2 separate regions of the Muntiacus reevesi genome follow, and region 1 is linked to region 2. A link is a contact called in public Hi-C data. All regions are on one chromosome and are shown on one strand. Each heading gives the region's core, a stretch centred on a gene start, on an enhancer-like site or on the middle of the called end of the contact. The rest is flanking DNA. Distances are from core to core; before and after follow the strand shown.

Region 1 (3,694 bases), core at 457-2,956, 270 kb before region 2:
GCAAAGGGTGTGCCTGGAGACAACAACCTCAAGAACTGAAACAACCTGGTGACAACCGGAAAGAACATCTAAGGAGGTGTTAAGTGGTGAAGGCTCCAATTCCCTCTACCCCAACAGACTCTCAACACTGACTAAAAAAAAACCATATATTACATCGGTTAAGCCACATAAAACCTAATGAGACATAAGAAACAGTGGGGAACTTGCGATGGGAAGCTGACAACACCCAGGACTGGAAAACATGGAGGCACTGGCAATATGTATGTTAAACAAGAAAAATTAAGTATCCCGTTTCAAGGAGAGAACTACTCCATGAGTTTTTAAATCTTAGTAACAGTATACACTACTTACTACACATATTATCTGGTCTACACTTCAGTTTTCTATGCCAGAATACACACTTAGAGGACAGGATAGTGACTTACTTGACCCTGTGTCCAGAAACCTAACCAATAAATGTTTAATGGATAACCTATCTTTAAGGCCTAGTTTTAAGCTCACAATCTTTCTGTGGGGTAGGCAAAAGATTTCCATGTTGGGCTCAGAGAGGAGAAATTACTTCCCTAGAGGAGCCTATTCAGTAAGAGAGCCTCCTATGTCTACAACCACAGTCATGTGAGAGAAACTTCTGAAAAGGGAGTAAACATCATTTCAGCGACTACTCTTTGTCTGCCACAACACCGGTGACTTCACTCAATACAAAGGAATCTGGGCAAGGTCAAGTGAAACAGCCTTGTATTAGCTGGTTGACCTTGGCATTAGGGTCTAACAGAGAATCTTTCAACCAATGATGGAATACAAAATAAGGGTGCTGGTTCTATGGAAATGTACTTTAATTAACTGCATACGCAAGCCTGCAAATCACTGAGCTAGAGAAAAGAAGAAAGGCTGATGTCTGTGCATTCAAACCATTCATGCTTACCTGGTTTTCTCCAGTGTCCTTAACATCCTCAGATTTGTTACTGAGGTGCCTAAGGAGTCTCATCTTGGGAAATACAGGGTCGAGGCTGTGAAACCGGTAATGGGTGCCCAAGTTCAGAGATGCTGCTGGGCTAAGTCGCACAGAGCAAGGATGGGGCGGGGAGCCGAACCCACGTGGACATCCCTCAGAAAGCTTCCTACACTGCCCCAAGCGGTCTCCTCGCTGCTGAGATTTGAAAAGTACCTTTTGTTTTTCTCTCAGATTTGGAAATGCGAAGCTGCAGCCCTAGCAGCCTCACGCCCAGCCCGCCCCCCATGAGCCCAAACCGCCTCAGCTGACCTTGGTGTCCACGTCGGCCAGGCAGTCCCGGCGAAAGCTGTCAAAGAGACCCCGGCTCTTGAGTTGCTCCACGATGAGCGCGATGAGCTGCGGGTCGCCCGGGGGCAGTGAGGCCGGGTTGATGGGGCCGCCGCTCCCGCCGGCCCCCCCGGCGCCAGCCGCCGCCCCCGCCGAGGCCGGTCCCGAGCCGCCACCACCCACTGCGCCGGTGCCCCCGCCGCCCCCGCCGTCAGCCATGGCTGCGGGCCTGGCCCGCGAAGGGGCCCGAGTAAGGCTTCCTCTCAGGAACAGAGGGCCTAGGTCGTGGAGAGGTGGCGGAGGGGCCCGAAAAGGTGAAAGCGGCGGCGGCGCCGGGGACGGAGGAGGAAAGGGCGGCGTCGGCGTCGACAGCGGCCGCGGGAGTCTTTCAGGTAGCGGAGCTGCTGCCAGAGGCGGCGGAAACCGCCCGCTGCGTCCAGGACGCTCTCCGAGTGACGCCACCGCCTCCCTTTGCATTGTGGGGCGGGAGGTCTTCCGGCAGGCAGCTCCCGCTCTCTTATAGGCAGAGGTCTGCGGACGGAAACTACATCTACCGGCAGGCTTCGGGGCGAGTCTCCAGTTTGCGGGACAGAATGGGACTTGTAGGCGTAGGCCCTAGTGTTTGCCGCAGCGTGGGTTGGCCTTCCTCGCCCTTGTCCCCTTACTGCCCCCTCGCTCTAAATCTGCGCGTTTCCAGAGTACTTGATTGTAAGAATCGTCTGCTAGGCTGATTGAATGCATAGATTAACAGGTTTGTCCCTTAGAGATTCTGATTCAGTATTTCTAGGTCGTGGCCTGGGAATCTGCTTTTAACATGTATTCCCACGCCCTTTTTGAGCAACAGATATGATCTGGGAATGTGGGAAGCAGTGGACTAGTCATTTCTTTTATTCAAAAATTGTGGGTTTTATTTCCCCTTCTGATTTTAATAGAAATACATACTTATTTTAGAAAATTGAAAAATAACAGAAAATTGTGCTGTAAAAAAGTCCCCTGATTCTGTTGTGTGTGTGTGTGTCTTTTTTTTTTTTTTTTTTGGCTTGCTTGGTCAGTCTGTCTGACTCTTTGCAACATCCATGGACTGTGGCTTGCCAGACGCCTCTCTCCATGGAATTTTTCCAGGCAAGAATACTGGAGTTGCTATTTCCTTCTCCAGGGGATCTTCCCCACTCAGGTACAGAACTCACATTTCCTGTGTCTGTCCCCTGCTTTGGCAGGTGGTTTCTTTACTACTGAGCCACCTGGGAAGCCTATAATAATAATAAATGAATGTTGAGTAATTGGAATTTTACAGGCATGATACCAAGTACTTTGTATACGCTACTTCACAATCTAAAAAGCAGTTGTCGCTACTTTGCAGATCCAGAAATGAGGCACAGTTTGTTACCCTGATCACCTAGCTAAAGATGGAAGAGGAGGGGTTGAACTCAGGTTTCCTGAATCCAAATCTTGGCAATGTTTAGCCTATGGTGTACTACATTTTGTGAGCTAGCTGACATCAAAGGTAAGACTTTTTTTCTCAATTTTTTGTAGCTACAATTCACCATTGGAACTGCCACCACTATCCTCTCTTCCTTTCAGCTTTTGCCTGTTACTGACTGAACTCCTGCCCATAACCTAGGCATTGTTATTTCCTCATCTTCCATAAGCAGTGGAGGGTATGTAAATAGTAAAGTCTTCAATATCCTTGGCTCCTAAGAAGAGAAGTAATCGAGATCTCTCTATTATGGATGCTCTCCACTCCAATATTTCCCATGTAAAAGCATTTAGCCCTTAAAATGAATGTTGGTGTGTTATAGTTTATACTCATCCTTTAACTCAAGTTCAGTCTTCCTCAAAGGTTAAGTTAATAACCAACATTATCTCTTAATACTTTAGCCATCCTGGGGATTTCCTAATGACTATTTCTCCTAATTGTTCCCACACTCATCACCCACTTTTAGTCCCAGGAGAGGCCTGGGTTCAGGCTGCCTGGGCCCCAAATTCATTATTCTGTAAGTTCTCTGATCACTTTGACCAGCCTCTTCTCCATTTTGACAGGCACACCTTACTCTCTTTCCTCAGGGTAAACTTTTCTGACCTTCTGACCTAATTGGTCTTGTCTCGCTTGTATAGACTCTCAGAGCCTCTTTCTTGTAACAATTATTGTAATTGAAAGTGAATAATTTATAGGTTAATTGGCCACTTGTTCCCACTGTTAAAGTTTTAGAGCCAAGACCATTTCCAGCCCAGAGCTCAATACCTAGCTCAAAGTAGACGTGTAAGTTTCGGTCTATTTCCTATAATCCTGGGATAAAGTCAGAGAGAGAATCTGTGTTGGGGGTGGGTGGAGGAGGGTGTCATTTGTAGCCACCACTTTCAGAAAAAGCAGGGGATGATGGATTAATTCATCATAACCAAATGGGTAACTGATCC
Region 2 (4,162 bases), core at 1,307-3,806:
CTCTTAATTTAATTGCTACCCAGAAGTCTGATGTCTACAGAGATCATCTTAGCTTCAGCTCAGTCCAAGCCCTGATTTAGCTTTAAGAGATCAGGCTGACCAACCAGCATCCCGACTATGGCGCTGGTGTGCCTCCTCCCTCTACAAAGTGACCTATGTTCCTAGATTCACTCATGCATGCAGCTTCTGGGAAAAAGACACTAGTGAAGTAGTTCTCTATGCTTAATATGTCAATAAGGAACTGACATTTTTGAAAACCTCCTATGAGCCCAGCACTTCACTTGTATCTCATGTAATTTACTACCTTCCAGTCAGGGAGGAACTAACATTCACATTTTATTGATAAGGAACCAGGGGCTTGTAGAGGTGATTCCTGCCCAGAGCTCTACAATTAGGCAGTAGATCTGGAATTCAAATAACCAGTTTGGTTCTAAAGATAGTCCTCTTTCCTTCAAGCATGGCAGCCATTTCAGCCACTAAGAATTGGCAGCCCCAAAAGACTCTCAACCATCTACTGAACATTGAACATTCATTCATTCAATAAACATATTCTGAGTCTACTCTGTGCCAAATCCTCTGATGGCCATTAGTGACACACAGATAAATCAGACAAAATCTCTGCCTGTGAAAAAAAACTGACAACCAGCAGTAACTAAAGGAGAAGAATCTACAAAATGCTATAGAAAGGAGAGTCAGGGAAACCATGCTGGAGGAAAGGACACCTAATTGAATCAGCTCAGTCTCAAAGTATGATCAGTTATAGGGAATAAACAGCAGAATAAGACCCAATCCCTAACAGTCAAGGAACTCAAAGCAGAGTCACAAAGACTCATGTTCAGGACATAAGACAATAAATAAATAAATAAATAAATAAAATCACTGATGAAGATCCCAAACAGGTGTTCCACATGGAAGCATGGGAGGATTGATAAACTGAGGCAGCAGAAGTTGGGGCCATTGAGGAAAGGCTAGGGAAAGGAAGTGGAAGTCATTTCTTCTCATGAGATCTTTCTTAAAAGTCTGTGATCTCTCTCCTTTTTACTCACTACTTTTGCCATAGTCACTTGTGGATTTACTCTGATTTCTTCATTTTTCATTTTCTACTAAAGGAAAACACTCACTACTCAACATCTTTAGAACCTTCGCTGAGAGCGGGCTGTTAATATAGGTCCTGATGGTGGTCATAGTGGTGGGTATGTACAAATAAGAACAAGACAAGGAATCCTTGAGTAGCAAATGAATAACCTAAATGATGAAAGTTTGAGAGACGTTACCCCCAAATCAAATGGCAGACCTGAAAAGAGGATTCAGGAAGGTTATCATTGTAGTTGGTTTGTTCACTCTTTTTTTCAGCATCCATTCGCTGATGATTCCTATCTATCAATACAAGGTTCTCTCCTCAAAGAGCCCACAGGTGACCACAGGTCCAGGAGACATAAGCAACCATTACAATAGAGGGTGACAAGCACGAGAAATATACTGGGCCATGGATATTCATTCAAGAGGGATTTCAGAAGACAGAATTGGTAGCTTTTGAACCGATTCCTAAAACTAAGTAAGAGTTTACCAGGTGAAGGAGAGAGGAAACAGAAGGTAAAAAGGAACTGAGGTTATATTTGGAGGAGCTTGGCGTGGGGCGTTTGGAGGAGATGAGATGTTAAGATATACTGCCCCCAGAGTGCAAAACCCTTGAATATCAGGATAAAAAGTTTGGTCTTTTAAAAAAAAGAAAAAAAAGTTTGGTCTTTTTCAAGGAGGTAGTGGGCAGTCGTAGAGAGAGCAGAACAGGTGAGGATCCTGGTTAGGATTCTTCGTTTTGGAAATGTTCCCCTAATAAGCGGGTAGGGTCCATTAGAGCGGATGGGAATAAGGAGGGCTCGGCCGCGGAGGCCTATAGCAGCTGTATCTCTGTGCCTGAAACACTGCACCGGACGGGAGCCTAAACCAAGCAGGAGGAGTGGGGGTGGGGGGATGGAAGGTGAAGGGAGAGTCCCGTTTAAGATCCACTTTCAGGACAAGGACATACGCAATTCTAGGCACCTTACAGCAGCTGGTAAAACCCGCCTCCTCTTCCAGATCCCTCTGGGGCGGAGCTCGAGCCAAAGCACGAGATGCCTGGGGAACCACGTTTACTCTGGGCAGTCCTCTCGTTCATCCGCGGTTTCATGGGTAGCCACTCCGATCTCCTACTCCTGGGCTCTTTTCCACAGTGCTAGGGCAATCCGTTCTCTTCCGCGCGTCTCAGTACGCTCCTCCTGCAAAGCGTGGTTAAGCGAAATAAACAGCGCAGTAGTCCTTTGCCCACACTAAAGATGGCGACTCGCTGGGCTCCCTCCGGGTAGTAGAGCGAGTTCCAGGCTCCAGGCCTCACTGGGCGAGGCGCAGACGGAAGGGGCGTCTCTCGACGTAACTTTTCGACCTTCCTGGGAGGGCACCTGGGTTATGGGCGTGGCCTTATCTGAATTCTAGCAGCTTATTGGCCTTTAGGCAGGTGGGCGGGGTGTCTGCCCTAACCCACCCCTCCCTTTTCGAACCGGAAGTGTCTCTAGGTCTTTCCAGCTGGTTGTCATTTCACTCGGCTAGGTCCTGAGGAGAAGGACTCAGCCGCGGCTGCTGGACCCGGCACCGGGAGGCGGCGGCGGCAGCGGCAGCAGCAGCAGCAGCGGCGGCGACAGCAGAAGAGGAAGAGGAGGAAGAAGGAGAGAAGAAGAAGAGCCAGGCGGAGTTCGCAACTACGACAGTGGGGACTGCGGGACCGGGGTAAAGCAGCGGCGACGACGACGGCCCAGCAACCGTGAGGAGAAACAAAAGCCTTCTAAATTATAGTTTTAAAAAAAATCTGGGGGCAAAAAGAGAGAGAGCAAAGGGGGGAGGCCCTTCTCTTTTAGAACAACTAAGCTAGTGGGGTTTTCTTTTTTTCCCTCTTCCCCCCCCCCCCCCGCACCCCCATACCCCCTCCCCCCTGCGGAGAATCGAACTGAGAGAACTGAACAAACCGCCCCTGGGTCCCATGAGGGAAAAAAACCCCGGAGCCGCAGAGAGGGGAAGAGGCCGAAACCGCAGGACCTTCCAGGTCGCCCCCTTGGTCCGCGCACCCCCGGGCCGCCAGCTCGTTCTCGTCGAGTCTCCCTAATTCATCCTGATCGCGACACCCCCACGAGGGAGAAACGGGTGTGTTTCCAAACCATTTCATGGGGGAGAGGAGGCCAGGGGGAGCCCAGGAACAGCGACAGCAGCAAGATCTGCACCCAGAGCTTCAGGAACAGCCCCAGAGGCCAAAACTGCACCCCGTGAAAGAGCAGAAACAGGACCAGGAAGAGCAGAAACCTCCCTGCAGTCATCTTTCCATTAGTCAATGCTGATTTCCTCTCCCGCAACCAGGAATTTGCCCCCTATCCCAGATAACCTAATATAATCTATATATATAAATATATAATATATAATGTTCTTAAATTATTCCTGATTTTTTTTAACCAAGCTGCCAAGAAAAGAACCTATTCTCCTCTTAGCCCTATTCTAATTTTTATGTGAGTGAATCTAAACTGCTGAAGAAGACCATATGTGATTGTTAAATTATATATATATATATTTTTACTCCTCGCAATGCTTATTCTTCTACATCCATAGATGCTTGAGAAGCTGTGTTTTTGTCATTCATGTACGTTTTCCTTTGGAAAAAGAAAGCGCCTATTTTACTAACCAAAGACTTGATTTTTACCCTCTTCGTTTTTATTCCTTCCTAGAAATAAGCCTAGTTGAATTCATGTCAGTGTTTTAAGATTTTTTTTTTAGTTTTTTTTTTTTCTTTCAGAGACCAGAATTCCAAATCTGAACTATTTAGGGTGATAAGCTGCATCTTTGAGCTAGCTAAAATAAGACGTTTCAAACAAGCAACTTACATTTGGAGTAGAGGATACAAAGGCTTGAGATACCAGGTTGTTGTTTTTTATCTTTAAGATTCTGAGCCTAAAAATAATAAATGGGGGATTACGGGTTTGGAGTGCTAGTGCAAAGCAATACTGGGAATAAATCTGCTTTTCCAGTCAGATTCCATCCACATCTGCAGCCTCCACACCATCACCAAAATGCCACCCCCAGCCCTGCTGCTTTTATAAATAATAACACTGCTGCCAATGGCAGCAGTGCCGGGTCAGCTTGGCTG

Evidence for each region. Hi-C and Micro-C count contacts between places; a contact is called where the count stands out from the background.
Region 1: a contact with region 2 is called in a Hi-C map of muscle, with 5 times the contacts expected there. The contact joins the promoter of BOD1 here to the promoter of CPEB4 in region 2. A contact is called at or near these places in 2 of 3 Hi-C or Micro-C datasets (blood and muscle).

Annotation. Positions count from the first base shown.
Region 1 is chr14:62,762,331-62,766,024 of mMunRee1.1, reverse strand. It overlaps BOD1 (biorientation of chromosomes in cell division 1), which reads right to left and starts at 1,706. Exons shown (of 3, transcript XM_065905673.1): 1 at 1,262-1,706. The coding sequence starts at 1,498. It overlaps LOC136146551 (a long non-coding RNA gene), which reads left to right and starts at 1,892. Exons shown (of 3, transcript XR_010659011.1): 1 at 1,892-2,030; 2 at 2,640-2,783.
Region 2 is chr14:62,495,349-62,499,510 of mMunRee1.1, reverse strand. It overlaps CPEB4 (cytoplasmic polyadenylation element binding protein 4), which reads left to right and starts at 2,556. Exons shown (of 8, transcript XM_065905149.1): 1 at 2,556-4,162. The coding sequence starts at 3,980.